Regions from separate parts of the Gossypium hirsutum genome. Here all the other regions are linked to region 3. A link is a contact called in public Hi-C data. All regions are on one chromosome and are shown on one strand. The core of a region is the stretch at or near the end of the contact, and the rest is flanking DNA. Distances in the headings are between cores, read along the strand shown. Region 1 holds the start of LOC121219793 (probable alpha,alpha-trehalose-phosphate synthase [UDP-forming] 11). Region 2 has its middle 79 kb from the start of LOC121219793. Region 3 holds the start of LOC107909649 (tRNA (adenine(37)-N6)-methyltransferase). Region 4 has its middle 85 kb from the start of LOC107907677.

Region 1 (2,700 bases), core at 74-2,573, 280 kb before region 3:
AATTTTTGAAGGAAAGAAATGTCCTAGGTTGGTGAGTGACGTGGCAGCTCATAAGTGGTTGACAACACTAACTCCGAAGATACGCGAATCTGCCCCGTCATCAGTCGAAGACACGTCCGTGACTTTGGCTTCGTTTAACAACCCAAACACGCCACATTTCCACTAAAATAATTCCACCTGGCAATCTCTACCTCCCTTTAATTTATTGCACATGAAATTTAATTAATAATAAATAAAAAAAAAACAACTTTGTTCAAGTGTTTTTCCCTGAACCTCGTCACGGATAATGAAAATAAAAATAAAATAAAAATAGAATATGTTTACTCTAAAATAAAATATTTGAAAAAATCCAAAAGAAAAAGAGATGTCCTTTGACAGAGAGAGAGAGTCTGATGGATAGGCGTCTAGAGTTAAAATCTTTACACGTGCCAGCGATGAGAAAATTCATGACCGAGTAAATCTGTGTAGCGATTTCGGACACGTTTCTTTCTGATTTTTTTTTGACGTGCTACTTTTCGAAATTAATAAAAAAAAATCTTCCTTTCTATTTGGTTATCGCTATTTAAGAGTGTAAAATATATAAAAAAAAATACATAATTGTCCCTTTTGCTCCAAAAATTCAGCACCTTGATTAATGGCAGAATGAAGGTGTTAACCTAATCCTTAATACTTCTTAATAAATGATGCATATAATACTAATGCTGTTTTAATTCTCAAATCATAAGTAACCTTTCTTTTTTGTGATTTTATCAATGTATACAAATTTTGTTAGCACGCTTAAAATTAATGCAAAAGATTATTTTACTTAGTGTATTAAAAATCAAATAAAAATATATTAAGTATTTTGATTTCTATATCACTGCTTTTATCATTTTTTTTAAATAACCTATTTGAATAGCTTAATTAATACAACCCATAGCATAATAAAAGAAATGCTAGCTAACATTTAATGTCAATGATTAAATATGTAATCGCACCATTAGTGATTCGATAAGCACTAATCCAAAATCACATTAAAAATACGTAAATCTTAGTCTTACTTATCCCTATCTCTCATTTATTATTGCTTTTATTTTTTTTAACTTTAAAAATTTTTAAAGGCAAAGAACAAAATTATGAAGTAGTAAAATAAAAGTAACCGCTGGCGAACAGTGGATCGGACATAAAGAGTCGGTTACAGTGAGGAGAGAACCTGATGTACCCAAGTTCAGAAGATAATGGTGTAGACGCATTGAATCAGGACCGTTGGAACCATGCCTTGACAAACTCACGCACATATATAATATTTTCTCTCTTTCTCTCACTCTTTTCGTTCTTATCCTCAGCCTGCTTCTTTCCTTGCTTAAGAGCTCTTTCTCTCTCTTTTTCCTCCGTTTCTTGGGTTCCTTTATGGAATGTGTATCCATATCTTTGATTTAAATCGCTGCCAAGATTCATATTTCTTTGTAATAATGCTCTTCTGTAAATGCCTTTTAACAGAACCCTAAAGCTGCAACCTTCCCTTCTCAGAGAACGTATAGAAAGAAAACAACACCAAAGAATTAAACTCCCTTCTTCATTGATTTTTTGAATACCCCTGTATTGGTTCTTTGATTCCTTTTCTTTTTCTTCTTCTTCTTCTTCTTCTTCTGTTTTCTATGTTTGTATAGAATTTCACATACGGAGTTGGGTTTCTTCGCTTGAAACATGGTTTCTAGTTGCTGCTTAGACCAATTAAATTTATTGTCTACCGATGATTTTCGAGTCATGAATCGGATCCCGCGAGTCATGAAGGTATCAGGAGTCATATCTGATTTCGGAGAAGATCAGCAAGCTATGCCACGGAAAAGGGTTATTATCGTTTCCAACCAGTTGCCTTTACGTGCGTGGAGGGACTCGGTCTCCAATGAATGGTGCTTTGAATTTGACGAGAATGATCTCCTTGCTCTGCTGAGAGACGCTTTCCCTCCTGATACAGAGGTGAGATACGTTGGGACGTTGAAAGCTGATGTAGACACAGCGGATCAAGAGGAGGTGGCTCAAGTTCTGCACGACAAGTTCAGTTGCGAAACCATATTTCTGCCCGTGGATATGCGGAACGAGTTTTATCATGGCTTTTGTAAACACTATCTATGGCCTTTGTTTCATTACATGATGCCCATGACGGGGAACGATGGGGGACGTTTCGATCGTTCACAGTGGATGGCTTACGTGTCTGCTAATAGAATATTTGCTGATAAAGTTCTGGAAGTAACGGATAGAGATGATGAAGATGAAGATCATGTTTGGGTGCATGATTATCATCTTATGGCTTTACCTACTTTCTTGAGGAGACGGTCTAATAGGGTAAAGCTTGGCTTTTTTCTACACAGTCCATTTCCTTCATCTGATATGTATAAAACTTTACCTGTTAGAGATGAGATTCTTAGAGCTTTGCTAAATTGCGATTTGATTGGCTTCCATACATTCGATTACGCTAGGCATTTCTTGTCTTCTTGTCGAAGGATTTTGGGCTTGCATTCTGAGTCCAACAGGGGTCACATTGCATTAGAATATTATGGGAGGACTGTGACTATTAAGATTTTGCCTGCTGGGATTCATATGGGGCAACTTGAATCTATGATGTCCGAGGAAAGCACCCTTAGGATGGCTAAGGAGCTGAAGCATAAGTATGAGGGGAAAATTATGATGGTTGGCGTCGATGATTTGGACTTGTTTAAG
Region 2 (2,700 bases), core at 101-2,600, 360 kb before region 3:
AGTTATTACGTGGGTGAGATTGCAAAAATAAAAAAAAAGTTTTCATTAATAATTAATTGTTAAAATTAATGATCCAAAGGATTGATTGAATGAAAAAAAAAAGAGAGTTTAATTGATTTTTCCAAAAAAAGTTATGTGCTTTTTGTACCTTAAACTAAAAATATATAAAATGATGCAAATAATTGTGTTTTGTTCAACTTGTTTGCTTGACACAAAAAAGGTTGTGTCTAATTTATTTTTCTTTTTAGATATGATTGATTATGTAGTTGAGACTACTTAAAAGATAATTAATAAATAAATAAATAAACTTAATTAAAATTCTCTAAAAAAAATAATCTAGTTTTTTTTTAACAAAAGTAATTTTAAAACTCCATTTCGTATGAAAAATGTATCTGCGTTGACACAATGCAATATAAAAAGCAATACAAATTAGGTGTTTGATTCCAAAATTGTGTGTGTATTACTTGTATGAAGCCCATTAGGCATTATTGAACGAGTAAAATAGGCTTGCAATCCAGTAAGGCTACGACGTGCTGTTAATAAATATATAAAATGATTCACGGTGGTGGGTCAAGGCAATTTGATCCAATAATGGCTCAAACCTCTCTAACCAACAAAGGTGGGCCTGGAAAAATGTGGTCTAAAAAGCTTGGGCTGCTGAGCAAGGTTTATTTATTTCTATTTTTTTTAAAAGGACAAAACTCAAAAACAAACCACTTGTTTACTTGCACATTGAGAAATTAGTCTATTAATTAAATAGCTTATTAAGACTGCAAACTCACTATCATTAAATAGCTCATTAACACTCCCTTTGGAGCCACCAATTACTTTGCATTGTTAATAAGCTATTTAATTAGTAGAGTAATTTGTCAATGTGAAGTAAACAAGTGGTGTGCTTTGAGTTTTGTCCTTGTTTTAATTGTTAAGACTTTAATGTGTTTTCAGACAAAGCACTAACTGATTCACAAGAAAAAGGTGTCTAATGTCGTGTAAGATAGATAGTGTTAGGCAGTAGGGCAGGGCAGGAGTAGGCGGCGATGGATCAAGCTGCTGTGGTGACTCTGCAATTTGTTACTACTTTATCTGGTTGAAGTGGCGATTTTGTCCAATTTGACACAGTTTTAATTCAGAATAAAACATGAAGATCTGATAGGACGGTCCATGGGATAAATCAGCCGAATGCTGAAGTTACGTTACATGAATGTATAACTTTTTAACTCATCGGGACCACTTGAGTTTTTGCAGTTAAAAAAAAAGGTTGAATTGATTTAACTGGTCCCTTGGGTCAGTCGAAGGAATTGGATCTTTGGGCCTTTCATTGAATGCATGCCAATATGACCAGCAATTAGAACTAGTCTAATTTTAAATAACATCCATCACTTTATATGAGAGTCCAATTCAAGTAGGCATAAGGATGGGTGTAACCCCAACATTGTTCACTATAAATTGACATCTGCATTTAGGGGAGGGAAGAGGAGGCTTTACTTTTTTCTTCCAACTTTAAATGGATGTAATTTCGGACATTGATGAGACTCCATTCAGGGTATTCGACTATCAAGCTAACTTCAAATGATTGGTGCCGAAAATAAAGTAGTTGATTCTATACCAAACCTCAAAAGAGAAAAAGTTCGTCTACTTTGCTACCTGGATGCGCCAAACATTTAAAATTCGGTCATTCCAAAGCATTTTATTCACCATAAGGGTGAAGTAGAAAGAAAAATGATCTCAACTATTTTAATAGATTTATATGTATTAAACTCTCAATATTAGTTTCGGATTCAATTATCGAAATACTTGAGATATAAGAAAACAGTATTTCCTTTGTATTTTAATTTTTCATCATGTTTCCTAAGATTCAAACAATTGGTAAGAGTTTGACATTGTTCAAGCAGTAGGCAGCTTCCTAGGAAAAGACATAAAACTCAATATTTCAAACCAAAAAAAAAAAGATTTTATGCTATATTAATAGGTGGTATTTCGACAAGTGAAATTAATAAAAAAAATGTTATTGTGAGTATATTGGAAACAAAGTCTAAATAGAATTAAGAAAAGCAAAGTTGATGTGAAAGAAAGACTCATTCTCTTCACAACTCTTTGAAAACCAGCCGAAAACGTGGGCAAATGACCTAACCAACCAAAATACTATAACCTCTCTCTCTAATCCTTTTCTCATGAAAAATCTTGGGTGGGCTCAGGTCATTTTCGTCCTAGATCATATATATCCTTAAAGGTTCGATTATTTTAAAAAAAACTTTAGTCGCGTCTTTACATAGGAAATGCATGAGAAACAAAACAAAACAAAACAAAACCAATGACAGAAGAGCCTGTCAAACTTTCCAGCTTGTCGTCAACTGATTGGTTCCAACACTTTGACCAAAGTTACGTGAAGGATCAAAGAATCTTTGGAAACTTGGCTTCCTCTGCTTTTGTATTCAAATAAATAACGTTCAAAAAGGGTTGAGATAAGGTTGTTAGGTTAACTCATTTATCTTTTAAACACCATATAAGAATGTAATTAAATTATTAATATTGCTATTTTATTTTTAATCCCGATATATGCAAAATTATAAAATATAAGGGTAGGACATAATTTGAAAATTCAAAGAGATGCAGCTGGGGGGGAAAGGGGTCCACCACCAATTTCAAAGGTCTATCACCTTGGACTTGGCCTATTACCCACCCATTACGACTCTTTTTTCT
Region 3 (2,700 bases), core at 2-2,501:
GCGAAATTTACAGAAATAATATTAAAATAATAATTTATCACTCAAATAATATAGATTTACTTTTATCTACTCACATAATATGTTTTAATAATAAAAATAATAATTTGAGTTTCTCAATGACCAAATTGACTTGAAATTATAATTTTTAAAAATAAAAAATTATGAAAAATAAAAGCTCTTTAAAATTTTAAAAAATTAAATAAAATATAAAAAATTCTAAAATTTAATGTTATCTAATCCAGACCAAACTAGTTGGATAAAAAATTGGTTGAGTTATAGAAGCTAGCTAAAAAATCGATTGCACTAATAGTTGAACCAATTTTAAACTGGTCTGACAAATTAGTTCCCATAATCACTGGCCTAATCGGTTTAAAGCAAATAAATTATAAAAAATTAAAAATTACAAAATTGTAAAAATCAATTCAACTATTTGTTTAAATGATCTTTTAGCCTGGGGTTAAACAATTCGTACTAGTTCATGGGTCAACTAATTTTTAAAATTTTTAAATTTTTTTAGCCTTGAACATTTACAATAATTTTCTATTAATTTGGTCCATACTCTTTAAAAGTATTTAAAATATTTTTTTTCATATTTTAAAAAACATAAAAGTTTAAAATTATAATTTTTAAAATAAAAAATGAAAAACTCTTTAGAATTCAAAATTAAAATGTTTTAAAAATATAAAAAATTCAAAATTCATTGTTATAAATACCGAACTAGACCAGTTGGACAAAAATCATGGGTAAACCAATTTTTTACCTTTCATTATCAATACCCAACCAATTTTCTGGTCTAATTTAGTTTAGATAATATTGAATTTTATAATTTTTTATATTTAATTTAAAAAAATAATTTTAAAAATTTTTTATTTTCATAATTTTTTATTTTTTAAAATTATAATTTTAATATTTTTACTTTTTTAATATTAAAAAGAACAATTTAAGTTTACTAATGTCGAAATCAGCATCAATTGGAAACCCAAATTATTTTTTACTATTTCAAAATATATCATTTGGGTAAATAAAAATAGATGTATATTATTTAAGTAATAAATGATTATTTTAGTATTATTTCTGTAAATTTCCCAAGTATGGACCTTTGTCACTTAACACGGTCTAAATTGGATTGTAGTAACAGTTTCCAGGGGCTAGCCATGGCCGAAGGAACAAAAACAACAAGGGCCTTGGATCATTATTTGCGGGCTTACAGCAGTTCTCTGTTTGATCCAATTTAAAAATCCATGCCATACTATCTCAATTCCCAAGTGCCAACCAAAATTAAAAAATAAATGAAGTAGAAGAAACTTCAAAGTTCAAACTTGTTTGTTCGTAAGCTAAAACCCTACTCAACCCAACTGCGGCTAGCTATACTTGGACGAAAGAGCAGAAGAAGAAATACTACAAGCACTAATTACACAAAACCCATGTCCTCCACCCGATACTCCATCTTAGCATTGGCACTTGCTACTCTGTTTTCTGCTTCTTCAGCTATCTCCTGTATCATCTCTCTCCACCCCCTTTTTATTTTTTTTTATTTAATTTGTATCAATGGTGGATGTTGATATTCTTTCTTTCAGTTTATATATGGAAGAAAAATTTGATAGAATGGGATTCAAAGATGAAAGAGCTTCAAAAATCCCTCAATTCTGCTTTGGAAAAATGTGCTGCTGAAAGACAAGGTCGGATTAGGGCTCAACAGGTTCTTCCTTCTTTCTTTTATTGTTTTTATTCTTTATGATGACTGTTAGTTTTCTTTTGGTTTTGTTATTTATTTGTAAGAAAAAATCCAACATTTGTAGGCATTGAGGAAAGCAGTAGTCGCTCAACCACAAGCCAAGTCTGAGAATTTAGACATACCATCGTATCCAATGGCACCTATTGGTATCGTTCAATCTTGTTTTTCTACAAGGTGATTTCCAGATGGTGCTTCGTTTAAAAAAAAATAATGACTGATTGGGTAAATAACATTTTTTATTCTGTTAATAGAAGCTATGCAATAATAACGCTTGCCTTGGTAAATAATCTGATTGAAGCTTACTACTAATTTATCTTTGCTACTCAAGAAAGGTTCCAATTGCTTGTAAAATTTATGTAGGAATGGAACCCCTAGGCAACCTCTACTTGTCCCTCTTGCTAGGGCATGTTTGGTTTTTGATTCAACTAGAGTGCCTCCAGCATCACTTGAGGGTCTCGAGGAATACTCTCATTGCTGGATTATATATGTATTTCATTTGAATACAGATCTGGAAAAGTTATGGAAGCATCCATCTAAATCAAAGTTTAAGGCCAAGGTTTGTGGAACTATAATAATGATATATGTATATTCCTTTCTATCTTTTATGGAACTTTCTTATCATCCTTAGACTTCTATGGAAGGTTGGTCACTTAATAGGTCAGAGTTCCAAGATTGAAAGGAGGAAGGCTGGGAGTTTTTGCTACACGATCTCCACATCGACCGTGTCCTATAGGACTTACTGTAGCAAAGGTATGGAGTCATGTACAAATGTGTTATTGTTGCAACATGTTTACCTATGATTTTTTCTTCAATATATCTAATGGAAGTTTTGTTATCAACACTAAAAGGAGGATCTTTCATAAATATATTCCAATAGCACTTTCCTTAAGGGCTAGTGTTTACTTGAGCTCATAACATTTTCATGTCTCAATTGGAAAAATACATATCTCTGTTAAAAGAAGCCT
Region 4 (2,700 bases), core at 105-2,604, 400 kb before region 3:
ATGTTAATAGTAGAATGGTTATGACTTGGTTAAATTTCAGTGTATGAATTATATTGTGAAATTAGTTTGCATGGAAAAGAAGTATGGTTTGTATATGAGATATGATTAGTAGACATGAATTTTGATAAATGACTGTGTTAGACTATGTTGTGTTAGGTAATGCCTCGTAACCCTAATTCGATGATGGATACGGGTTAAGAGTGTTACACCTCCTCTGTTTAATGTTGATTTGAATATGATGTTTTAACCTTACTGCATTACTTTTATTTTATTTTATTTTGATTAGAATATGGTTTTACACACTTATAAATAGACATAGTCTACTTCTCTTGTAATCATTCGAATTCGACATAGTGAATTATCTTCTCCTCTGCCCGTGATTTTTTCCGAAAGAGTTTCAACGTAAAAATCTGTATTCTTTATTTTTCTTTCTATTTCTTTGTGATACATTGTCATTATTGACGTTCAATTTTTTCACAATAAGGTAATTATCGAAACTGATTGTATGGTGGAAGTGGAGATGATTAAGGAGGGGCTGAAATTTGTGGCTATCAAATTCCAATTTGTGCACAGAAAAGGGAACATGGTTGCCAACTGGTTAGCAAGAACTTGTCCCTCAAATGAAGTGAATTTAGTTATGATCGATATTCCCTCGTTCCATGTTAGGAAATTACTTTTAGAAAATAAATTAGGAGATGTCAATGTAAGAATGATTTGAAAGAAGGCAATGTGATGCCTTCTCTTATTTATCAAAAAAAAATATTTTAAAAATTTTCAAGTAGATAATAATTGTTATTTATTTAATAATGTCTTTTAGACTAACATTACATGTGTCAAATAATTGAAAACTAATCCACCCTTACATGCCAAGTCATCCAAATTAAAGGCGAAATATTAACACCATCATGAATTGAAGATGCATGGAATTACTTCATTAAATTAGAGTAGAAGAATTGAAACAATATGGTTAAAAATTATAGTGGAAGCAAATTTCTGTTTCAACTAATTTAACTATGATGGATATTAATAAGATTTATAATATAAACTGCAAGATTTGAAATAATTTAATTCTTTACTTTAATAATTTAAGTAGTATTGGTTTTAAAATAAAAATCATTAACACATATGCAAAAAGTTTGTTTAGATACTTAGAAGAAAGTAAAAATAAAAGTTTGTTTGGATATTCCATAAATTTAAAAAGATAAAAGAAGTGTTAAATTGTTTATATATTATTATTTTTTAATTGTAGTACTAGAAGTAAAAAAAAAAAAAGAAATGATTATAAGTCTGCTACCCTGGCACGCCTTTGTCTGCCGCCACTGGCAAGAGTTTTTAGGTTTTTCATTATTTGTTTTTTCCTTGTTACTTTGCCCTTCGATATCTGTGGTCTGTGTAAGTCCTTCTCTTGCAACAGGAATTGTGACCCACAAAAGCTGAAAAAACTTTTACCTGCAAAGTATGGAGAATGAGTTAGCCCAATTGTCGATTAATGAAGAACAGGAGGAAATTATTCACATCCCAACAGATCCAAGTAAGGAAATTAGGGGTGAGACCACTCAACTAGTAGGATGTTTTCTCACAGCAAGCACGACCCACTTCCCAGCAATGAAAAGTACAATGGCGAATCTGTGGCCTCCGGTTAAGGGAGTACGAATCCGAGATCTGGGAGGAAAAAAGTATTTGTTTCAATTCTTTCACATCATGGAATGAACAGGGTTTTAAAAGGTTCCATCTGCTGGTCCTTTACAAATTGAAATTAGGGGAGGATCCGTTACATGTCTCCATTTCTGACACCTTTTTAGGTTCAGGTTCATGATGTCCCTATTGGCCTTTTTTCTGAAATCTTGGCTGCCCAGTTAGTTAGTTTCTTGGGGAACTTCATGGAACATGATGTATCATATCTGGGAAAAGAAAATAGGAATTTTATGAGAATTAGAGTTCAAATCGATATAAGGCGTCCTTTGAAAAGGAGGAAGAAAATATCTTTTGGTGGAAAATGTTCATACGTCACCTTCAAATATGAAGGTTTATCATTGTTATATTTCTATTGTGGGAGATTGGGGCATAATGGCTCATTTTACGAGGCAAAAATGAACCTTGGAGTGGAAATTACAGAAATGGGCTGGGAGATATCTATCAGAGCACAATCACGGAGGTCATTATCAATGAATAGTATCTGGCTAAGGGAGGAAGGAGATGGCGATAACGGAGGAACTGATGCAGAATTTGGAGGTTTCAGAATGGGCAAGAAGCACCCGAGGTGGAAAACAAAATATGGGAAATCTATTGATCCAGTTCTTGGCTTTAATTTGGAGGGAGGTTCATCATACCTGGTACGAGGAAAGGAGAATTTAACCCCTAATGCGATGGATCAGGATCTAGAAGATATAGCTCTAGTAGGGGAAGAGGGGAAAAAAAGGCCTGGAGGGAAAAATAAAGATCTAACAGGAAGAGAAGAGATGAGAAACATATTGGGAAATAGAAGAATGGTGGATCCTAATCATTTATCATCGGCGGCTACCAAATGGCAAGCTGACCAAACACAATGAAAATACTGAGTTGGAATGTCCATGGATTGGGGGGTCTCCGTACAGTTCGAAGGCTTCAGCATACGCTGAGGACTTATAATCCCCAAATTGTCTTCTTTATGGAGACTAAGCTTTGTAGAAATCGAATGGAAAGAATTAGACGTAGATGTGG

The links. A called contact is a pair of places that touch in the nucleus more often than the background predicts.
Region 1: a Hi-C map of leaf shows a contact between it and region 3, with 4 times the contacts expected there. The contact joins the promoter of LOC121219793 here to the promoter of LOC107909649 in region 3. A contact is called at or near these places in 6 of 34 Hi-C or Micro-C datasets (hypocotyl, leaf and seedling).
Region 2: a Hi-C map of leaf shows a contact between it and region 3, with 4 times the contacts expected there. The contact joins the enhancer-like site here to the promoter of LOC107909649 in region 3. A contact is called at or near these places in 15 of 34 Hi-C or Micro-C datasets (callus, hypocotyl, leaf and 1 more).
Region 4: a contact with region 3 is called in a Hi-C map of leaf, with 2.7 times the contacts expected there. The contact joins the enhancer-like site here to the promoter of LOC107909649 in region 3. A contact is called at or near these places in 5 of 34 Hi-C or Micro-C datasets (hypocotyl and leaf).

What each region holds. Positions count from the first base shown.
Region 1 is chrD08:20,859,931-20,862,630 of Gossypium_hirsutum_v2.1, reverse strand. It overlaps LOC121219793 (probable alpha,alpha-trehalose-phosphate synthase [UDP-forming] 11), which reads left to right and starts at 1,323. Exons shown (of 4, transcript XM_041098121.1): 1 at 1,323-2,700. The coding sequence starts at 1,687.
Region 2 is chrD08:20,939,186-20,941,885 of Gossypium_hirsutum_v2.1, reverse strand. No RefSeq gene overlaps it. Among protein-coding and RNA genes, the nearest start is that of LOC121219793, 79 kb to the right of the region's middle. Within about 2 kb of position 1,350, at least 6 of the 9 cell types and tissues checked have an H3K27ac peak or open chromatin away from gene starts, as enhancers often do. A contact at or near this core is called in hypocotyl and leaf, where this site is marked.
Region 3 is chrD08:20,576,549-20,579,248 of Gossypium_hirsutum_v2.1, reverse strand. It overlaps LOC107909649 (tRNA (adenine(37)-N6)-methyltransferase), which reads left to right and starts at 1,251. Exons shown (of 9, transcript XM_016837267.2): 1 at 1,251-1,497; 2 at 1,578-1,699; 3 at 1,800-1,909; 4 at 2,096-2,291; 5 at 2,393-2,485. The coding sequence starts at 1,425.
Region 4 is chrD08:20,972,800-20,975,499 of Gossypium_hirsutum_v2.1, reverse strand. No RefSeq gene overlaps it. Among protein-coding and RNA genes, the nearest start is that of LOC107907677, 85 kb to the left of the region's middle. Within about 2 kb of position 1,354, at least 8 of the 9 cell types and tissues checked have an H3K27ac peak or open chromatin away from gene starts, as enhancers often do. A contact at or near this core is called in hypocotyl and leaf, where this site is marked.